Linked DNA regions of Mus musculus: regions 2 and 3 are each linked to region 1. The links are chromatin contacts, called in public Hi-C maps. All regions are on one chromosome and are shown on one strand. Each heading gives the region's core, a stretch centred on a gene start, on an enhancer-like site or on the middle of the called end of the contact. The rest is flanking DNA. Distances are from core to core; before and after follow the strand shown.

Region 1 (2,573 bases), core at 49-2,548:
AATCGGTAACAGTGAGCTTCAGTCTTTCACTGGTAACTTAAGTCCTTTTTCCTAAGTGCCAGCAGCAGCCCAGGACTGAATATAGGTAGTCTACTGGTGCTATTGCTTAGTCTCTGAGTTAACCCTCTGAATATGTAAATAATCTAGTTAGACTTTTGATAGCATTCAACTAATTGCCAACCTCTGATCTAAGGTCAGAGACCAATAGTTATATTACAAAGGCGAATTAGGAACACAGCAGAACCAGCTGCAAACGTTCTGTTGTGTTTTGTTTTTAATTTATTTTTAAAGCGGGAGTACTTTTCAACCACAAACCTAGCAGATACTCTGTACCACCCAAAGAGATCTGAAAAGTTCCATTATATTCTAGGCTTTGGTGGTGATACATTGCATCAGCCACCTGTTACTGTGATCTGTAATGGCATGTACTATCTATCTGCAACCATCTGGGGTTTTGGAAGGCACCTGGTTAAACTTAGAACAGTGTGGATTCTGGCACAGAAAATCCATTTTAGAAATCTGAGGTGTTGGATTTTTGTGGTCTGTACTCGTCACATGGACAATCAGGTCCTGCTTCCCTCTAAGCTGTGCAGTGAATCGGTCTCACTGTTCAAATGGAACCTAGAAGTCTCTATAGTCTTCTCCAGCTCTTTGCTGTCCTGAACTGAGTCTCAGTATACAGCGTTTAGTGCCTCTCAGGTAAGCAAGCTGACGTCCTTTTGAGTGTGTGCAGTATTTGGGGACATTCCATTCATATGCAGAAAAGCCAACGGGAAGCTTGAAGCCTAAGCAGCTACCTACCAGGGCTCATTAGCACACTCCATACAGAGTTCTGTGAGCAGACCACCCTGGCTCCCTGTACATTACCTGGCACCACGGAAGAGAAATGTCAGGAGACTCCGCCAGGCGTGTATCTATCATTCTTTTAGAAGCATAGAAATAAAATCGGTTTTGGTCTTAACATTTATAATTTAAAAAAATATTTCAGCTCTTCATTTCCACATTTACAAAAACAGCAAAAAAAGCTGTCCAAGCACTGTAATTATGGTATCCTGGGTTAAATAAACATAGTTTGGGGGTATTGCAAAAATTATTGTCTTAAGCACTGCACTTTCCTTCTAACAGAAAAAAATCCCCTAAACAGGAAAAAGAACAATGTGTGGCCTTTGGTTTATAATATTACTCTTCCATTTCCTTCAGAATTGGAGGCCAAAATTTTTAAGGCTCATCCTATGAGGCTTGGATTGGTGCCGTCCTTTTTTTTTTTTTTAATTTTTATTTTGTTTTATAACCTAAGCAAAAGCGCTTCGGATTTAGGGTGTTTTAAGACGGAATGTGGAGAGAATAATAGGAAGCAGGACTTCTCTCTGGGAAGCAGGTACCTTTAGCTCATTCCTCAAGCCTCCTTCCTCACATTCCTATCCCCTGTCCCTGGTGCGGATGCTGGATGCTGCTGCTAAGCCCAGCAGAGGCCAGCAACAGGAGTCACGCCTGTCTGGCCGCTCCCAGTCGAACCCAGTCTGTGTAGGTGGGCGCGAGGGCTGGCGCTGGAGGCTGGGAGGACCTTTCAAGCAACCAGCAAACGCGCTCGGGAGTTCATTGACTGGCCGCTTAGAGCTTCAGGGACCCAGGAGATAGCGCTGCACTGGATCGGCTGGGCTGTGTGTATATATGCGTGTGTGGGTTTTTTTTCTCCCTCTCCATCTTCATCCTTCTCCTCAAGCCGTCCCCCCCGGGAGAGTCGCTTCGTCCACGCTTTCCCTCCCCTGCAAGGGGTCCCAACGCTTGGCGCCTGGAATGTTTAGGACTCTGGAACCTTCAGTTTCCTGTCCTGCCTCCGTGTGGGCGACACTGGTCTCACCTGGCTTGACCCTCAGTCCCAGAGAGTGCTGCCAGGCCACGATCTGCTGTCCATTCTGGGTGCCCATCTCGGAGGGATACTCTGGGGACAGCCTGCATCCAGTACCCAGCTTGAAGAGGGAAACTTGATCCCAAGATACGGGTTTCGAAGCCTGCATTTGAAAAGGACCCGAGCGACCCGAGCGCACAAGGCGACTTGTCTGGGGCGAAGGGAACGGCGAGCCTCTGTGAGCGCCTTCATTAGGGACCCTACACCGGAAGGTGCAGCCGGGCACTGGCCCTCGGGACATTCGCTGGGGATCCTTTGGCCACCCCAGCCTCTTACCTCGAAAAGCTGAGGAATGTCCCTCCGGGCCAGGTACTCCTTGGCGTCGTTGGTGTTCATGGCTGTACGGCGCGCGTGCAGTGGGGAGCAGGAGGGGAAGCTCCCGAGGTTGGGGCTGGCGGGGCGCAGCCCTCACTTGGATGCGCTCAGGCCGGGGTCCCCTCAGCGACTCCCGGGCAGCTGTGCAGTCCGCGCTCCCGTCGCCCCCGCGTCCGCGCCGGTCCCCGCGCCAGCCAGCAGCGAGCAGCAGCGGCTTCCCGGGCGCAGGCAGCGCGAGCGCCAGGGGAGGGGCGCGGAGGAGGACCACGCGGCCGACGCCACCAGCCGCCGCCTCCCGGCTCTGCGCGCTCGGCCCGCGCCTCCGGAGCTCGCTGCGGCGGCCGCCAGT
Region 2 (2,573 bases), core at 36-2,535, 110 kb before region 1:
TAGGCGCTTTCCTATATTGTTCATCTAGGAACGCCTCGTAGACATTGTTCCCTTTGAGCTGACGTGATGGCTTAGCAGTGTGAAAGTCAGCATGGCAGAAACAAGAGACACCCTGCCAACAAGGTGGAAAGAGAGCATGCTTGAAAGTTGTCTTCTGACTTCACACACACACACACACACACTCCCACCATAGACACACACACTACAAACACACACATATACAAACACACTTCACACACACACCACACACACCATAAATACACAAACACACACATATACAACACATACACATGCATACCACCTTCCTACAGCACACACATACACCACACACACACATCACACATACACAGACACACACACCACCCCTACATACCACACACACACATCCCACGTACACACACGCTGACAATGATAATGATGATAAAAACTGAAAACAATAAGGAAGCGTGCTCCTCTCCGTGCACACGTTCGAAACGTGCACACGTTCAAAATGCTAAGCAGGCCCCGAGTTTCTTTGCTTGGCTCTCAGTGAAATAAAGTTAGTGATGATTAAAGTTGGTTATCACACAGCTTAGAAATTTCCAGTGGTACTCAGCATAAAATTGCTAATGTTTTCAAGGACAAACGATTGTGGATTTCTAAGTTTGTTATCTTTAAAATGAATGTGTGTGTGTGTGTGTGAGTATGTGTGTGTATATGTATATGTATGTGTGTGTGTATGTATGTGTGTGTATGTGTGTGTGTGTATGTGTGTGTTTGTGTGTATGTGTGTATGTGTATGTATGTATGTGTGTGTGTATGTATGTGTGTGTATGTGTGTGTGTATGTGTGTGTGTTTATGTGTGTGTGTATGTGTATGTATGTATGTATGTGTGTGTATGTGTGTGTGTATGTGTATGTATGTGTGTGTGTCTGTGTGTCTGTGTGTCTGTGTGTCTGTGTGTGTGTGTGTTTGTGTGTAGGGGATGCCGTGGAGGTCAGAGGACAACTCTGGGAGTTGGTTTTCTACTTCCAAGGACCAAACTCAGGTTGTCAGACTTGATGGTAAGGGCTTTTACATGCTGAGTTTCTCAGTTCCAATATGCATCCTCCCCTCCCCTCCCCTCCCCTCCCCTCCCCTCCCCTCCCCTCCCCTCCCCTCCCCTCCCCTCCCCTCCCCTTCTTCCTCTTCCTCTTCCCCTCACTCCCCTTCCCTTCCTTCCCCCCAGCACTTTGCTCTGTTGTCCGGGCTGGCTGCCACACTCTGGGCTACACTTCTCCATCAGTGGAAGCCTGCACCTTTTTCTCGGGAGTGCTGACTCATTCCAGCCGGGCTGTCGCTATTGTTTCTGAGCTATGCTGGCTTATAATGTTGTCTTCCTGGAATTTAAAAAAACCCCACAGACTCTTGGAAAGGACTGGCTTCTGGTAACCCTGTATAGTCCTTGACAGAGCCTCAAATCTCTATTTGGCCAAGAGCTTAAAGATAGTATTGATTTATAAAAAGTGATCTGTGTAGTCAGGAGCACAGACATTATAAGAAGCAACGCTGTGGTTATCACATTATTAAGGCTTAAAGAAAACCAGCAGTCTTGTATTTTTGGCAGGCAAACATGATTTATTTGTTTTCTGTTATTATTAATAGTGTGCCTTTACTGTTAATCTTTTTCTTTAAAGATTTACTTTATTTTTATTTTATGTGTATGAGTGGTTTGCCTGTCTATAGGTATGTGCACTACCTGTGTGTGCCTGTGGGAGGCAGAAGAGAGCACTGGATCCCTTGGAACTGGAGTTACAGATGGGTCTGAGCCGTTGTGTGGGTGTTGGGAACTGAATCTGGGCCCTCTGCAAGAGCAGAGAGTACTCATGACAGTTGGGCCATCTCTCCAGCTCCTATGTTATTTCTTGATCACAATTTTAGAGTTAATTCCTGACATCGTTTCCTGCCATTCGTAGTGACTCCTCAAATACTACACCTCCATTTTGCATTAATCTATTATTCTCTTCCTGCCATCCTGCTCGTTCTATGGTGACAGTATTTCCTCGTGTTTCTCCCTCTTTCCTTATGGTACACATTCTTCCTTGTTGCACATTTATGAATGAGGACATTACTCCAGAATATTTATGCACCGGGACATATTTCACTTATTTCTTTAACAAGAACCCACTGGCAGAATAAAGGAAATTAAAATAAAAAAATAGCATAACCAGAAAGATGATGCAACAAGCGCAGTCGTCAGCCATAGGGAGAAATGCCAAGAGAGTTCTGAGAGCCATAGACAGTTGTAACACGTCAGTAATCTAAGGGGGAAGAGGGATTCTATTTAAAACATACAAAAGAAGATTATGGTCAAGAGAAACAAAAAACGGAACCCCACCACCTGATGAGGATCAGGGTCCAAGGGCATCTGCTGTGGCTAAGGCCAGTGCACAGTCTATTTCCTCACAGAGAGGCCTGCTCTCTTCTCTAGTTAGGAGGACATTTCTTGACACTAGAGCCACTTACAGACAAGGCGGGGCTAGGCTTGGCAGGGCGGGGCTGAATAGGATGGGGCGTGGCTAGACCGGGAGGGGAGGGCTGGGCTAGGTAGGGC
Region 3 (2,573 bases), core at 26-2,525, 87 kb before region 1:
ACTGGACACAGGAAGCAGAGAGTGAGAGAGGCAGCATGTGGTCAGTGGGGCTTGGCACCGACGTCTCAGGAGATGGCGCTCACAGTTATTGAAGGAAGAGGTGTAGGGAGGGCTGTAGGGCTGAGCAGACGTTATAGCATAGTCTGGGCAGGCTTGCTGACCTGACCTCCATGATGAGTAGAGAGAACTGTCCCATTGGGAGTCTGGCACATGGCTTTGGTGCCGACTTGAGACTGCAAAACAAACAGGAGGAGAGGGGAGTCTAGAAGGGATCAGGAAGGACGGCCTGAAGTCTGAGATGGAGACAGGATATGCTTCATACCTGTGGAGACGTGACTGCCACCTCACTTGAAGAACTCAAGTGGAGGGATGTGAACCATCGCTTCTGGTTTACTACAGTGCAGTGCCATTTATTGGTGTCGTTTACCCAAAGCAGCCTTTTTGTTATCCTGCCTTCCCTCTCCCTTCTACCTTTGCTGACAGTGTTCAGCCTTCCTGGTAAATATAACATCAAAAAGCCAACAGTTCCCTTCGGAAATCAGAGAGAACGGGGGATCAAAGAGGAGAGTTCTAGCACCAGCCATTGAGACAGCAGTCACAGGTGAGGAGAGACGGGTTTGAAGAAAAGCATCCTGGCATGTATGAAGTCTTTGCTTTCTTAGCTCACGTTTGTATCCGCTGGAGATTTAGTAGCCCCCTTTCCACAGGGCCAGTGAGAGAACACCACGAGTCTCCAGTGGGCGCGAGGGAGGGATGTAGCCTAAACCACGTCACTGTAGACTTTAAATAAGGCATGCTTGCTCCATAGTCACCATTCAGTACTTGGAGCTGCGAGTGGTATAGACCCATGGTGCCCTTCTTTGTGTTCTCACATGGTTCCAGGAGCCACAAATGCTCACCGCAGGGGCATGATTTGGCTGCTGGGTTTTTGATACAGAAACATTAAACATTAAAAAAACAAATCAGGAAACCGCTAAACTCTTGATCATTTACAATACACTTCCACTGTCATTCTCTTATTGAGCATCCCAGCAGCCCACTGACGTAAATATTAACACAGTTTGTTGATTTACAGAGATGGCCCAGCAGGGGTTCTGACGGTCAGCCATACTTGGAGAGGCAATCCTGTCTTCCTGAACTCAAACCATCATTTCTCCCCTGCACCACACCATTTTCCACATGGGGCCACTTCAAGTCTCTGATTCTCCTAGCCTCTCTGAAGAGTTGTATTCTGTGATGCCGACACTGACAGAAGCCACCTGTGCAGCTAAAAGAAGATCCAGAGCGTCACTGTTTTCCAATCTACTGCTGGCTGCACTGCGTATGGCTCTCAGACCCAAGCTGGGAAGCAGAGGAACTGAAAATAGGCTTGTCAGGGTATCCGTAAACATAAAATGTAAAAAAGAAAACACCTTTCCACACTTCCCAACCACATGAGGGGTGTGGGTGCCGTGTGAACTCCCCAGGGGATGGTGGTGAGCTGTGGTCACCTCCCACTTGCTCCAGTATTAGCTCTTTCAGGTCTGGGTGTCAGATCTGCACTCATGCTGGCACCCCTTCTGACGTCATTAAGAGGCTGCAAAAGCCCACATGGCTTGCCTGCCTTCATACGGCCGCTGGCCATGCTGCTGATCCAGCTGGGCATCAGGACTCTGGTGTGGGCACCAGGGAAAGGACCCTGGCGTCTCTGCTTCAGGTCAGTGCTCTGAACAATGCTATGGCATCCTAAGGCATCAGGGACATAAGGTTGAACCAGAGCCCCCCTGCCCTTCAGGTGAGTAAGATGGCTCTGTATCGAACATCCTCCGTTTCCTCATCTGCTGTGTGAGGCGAGAGTCACCAAACCTTCCAGACCAGTGTTACGGAGAAAACGGAAATTAAATCAGGAGTTGCTGCGCTCAGAATAAATAACTAACCTTGTTAGCGGGAACTATATAAAGGCTGGGTCAACAGGGAGAGTAATTTTAAGTGCCAAACAGTGCACTTATCAACAACATAATTAAACTTAGTAAAAATAATGCACTCACAAATTTTTCTAGCCTGCTAAGTGCTCACTTCTCAAATAAACCTTTACTTACCAAAGTGAGAGGAAAGACTGCTCCCAAGCATAGCAAACATTAGGAGGGGCTGGAGAGATGGCTCAGTGGTTAAGAACACTGGCTGCTCTTCCAGAGGACCTGAGTTCTGTTGCCAGCCCTCATGTCTGGGTTCACAACCATCTGGAACTCCAGCTCCAGGGCATCTGACACCCCCACCTCCAGTGGTGCCTGCACTGGCCTGCACACCCCCACATGCACCCACAGAGGTACACACCTACACATAATTAAAAATAATACGAATAATTTTAAAAGGAATATTTGGGGAAGAAACTGCTCTACTTAGCTTGTGTATTTCTTAGTTTAAACAATGAATTACCTCAACGGGCATATGATAAGTGGGCTGAAAATGTGATAGCGACCTTCAACCTAAGAGGGAAGTCTCATCCGGGAAGCCTGCGTGATAACTGCTCATGACTCGATGGGTCACTTTCCTCTCAGGCACAGTAAAAGATAGAATGAAGCAAGACCCAAGGG

The links. A called contact is a pair of places that touch in the nucleus more often than the background predicts.
Region 2: a contact with region 1 is called in a Hi-C map of pancreatic cancer cells, with 2.7 times the contacts expected there. The contact joins the enhancer-like site here to the promoter of AI115009 in region 1. A contact is called at or near these places in 4 of 39 promoter capture datasets (hippocampal neurons, neutrophils, second pharyngeal arch cranial neural crest and 1 more), 8 of 484 Hi-C or Micro-C datasets (the HL-1 cell line, embryonic stem cells, nephron progenitors and 1 more), 2 of 115 datasets of contacts at active chromatin or transcription factors (VIP interneurons and embryonic stem cells) and 3 of 9 other capture datasets (adipose tissue, liver and pancreatic islet).
Region 3: a Hi-C map of cerebral cortex shows a contact between it and region 1, with 1.8 times the contacts expected there. The contact joins the enhancer-like site here to the promoter of AI115009 in region 1. A contact is called at or near these places in 4 of 39 promoter capture datasets (HPC-7-derived erythroid cells, hippocampal neurons, neutrophils and 1 more), 2 of 484 Hi-C or Micro-C datasets (cerebral cortex and nephron progenitors), 1 of 115 datasets of contacts at active chromatin or transcription factors (embryonic stem cells) and 3 of 9 other capture datasets (adipose tissue, liver and pancreatic islet).

What each region holds. Positions count from the first base shown.
Region 1 is chr3:152,665,615-152,668,187 of GRCm38.p6, forward strand. AI115009 (expressed sequence AI115009) reads left to right here and starts at 1,299. Exons shown (of 4, transcript NR_040386.1): 1 at 1,299-2,218. Ak5 (adenylate kinase 5) reads right to left here. Exons shown (of 14, transcript NM_001081277.2): 1 at 2,186-2,573. The coding sequence starts at 2,245.
Region 2 is chr3:152,555,361-152,557,933 of GRCm38.p6, forward strand. The region is part of intron 6 of Ak5 (adenylate kinase 5); the gene reads right to left. Among named protein-coding and RNA genes, the nearest start is that of 3110067G11Rik, 67 kb to the left of the region's middle. Within about 2 kb of position 1,286, at least 74 of the 459 cell types and tissues checked have an H3K27ac peak or open chromatin away from gene starts, as enhancers often do. A contact at or near this core is called in the HL-1 cell line, pancreatic cancer cells and pancreatic islet, where this site is marked.
Region 3 is chr3:152,578,901-152,581,473 of GRCm38.p6, forward strand. The region is part of intron 6 of Ak5 (adenylate kinase 5); the gene reads right to left. Among named protein-coding and RNA genes, the nearest start is that of AI115009, 87 kb to the right of the region's middle. Within about 2 kb of position 1,276, at least 4 of the 459 cell types and tissues checked have an H3K27ac peak or open chromatin away from gene starts, as enhancers often do. A contact at or near this core is called in cerebral cortex, where this site is marked.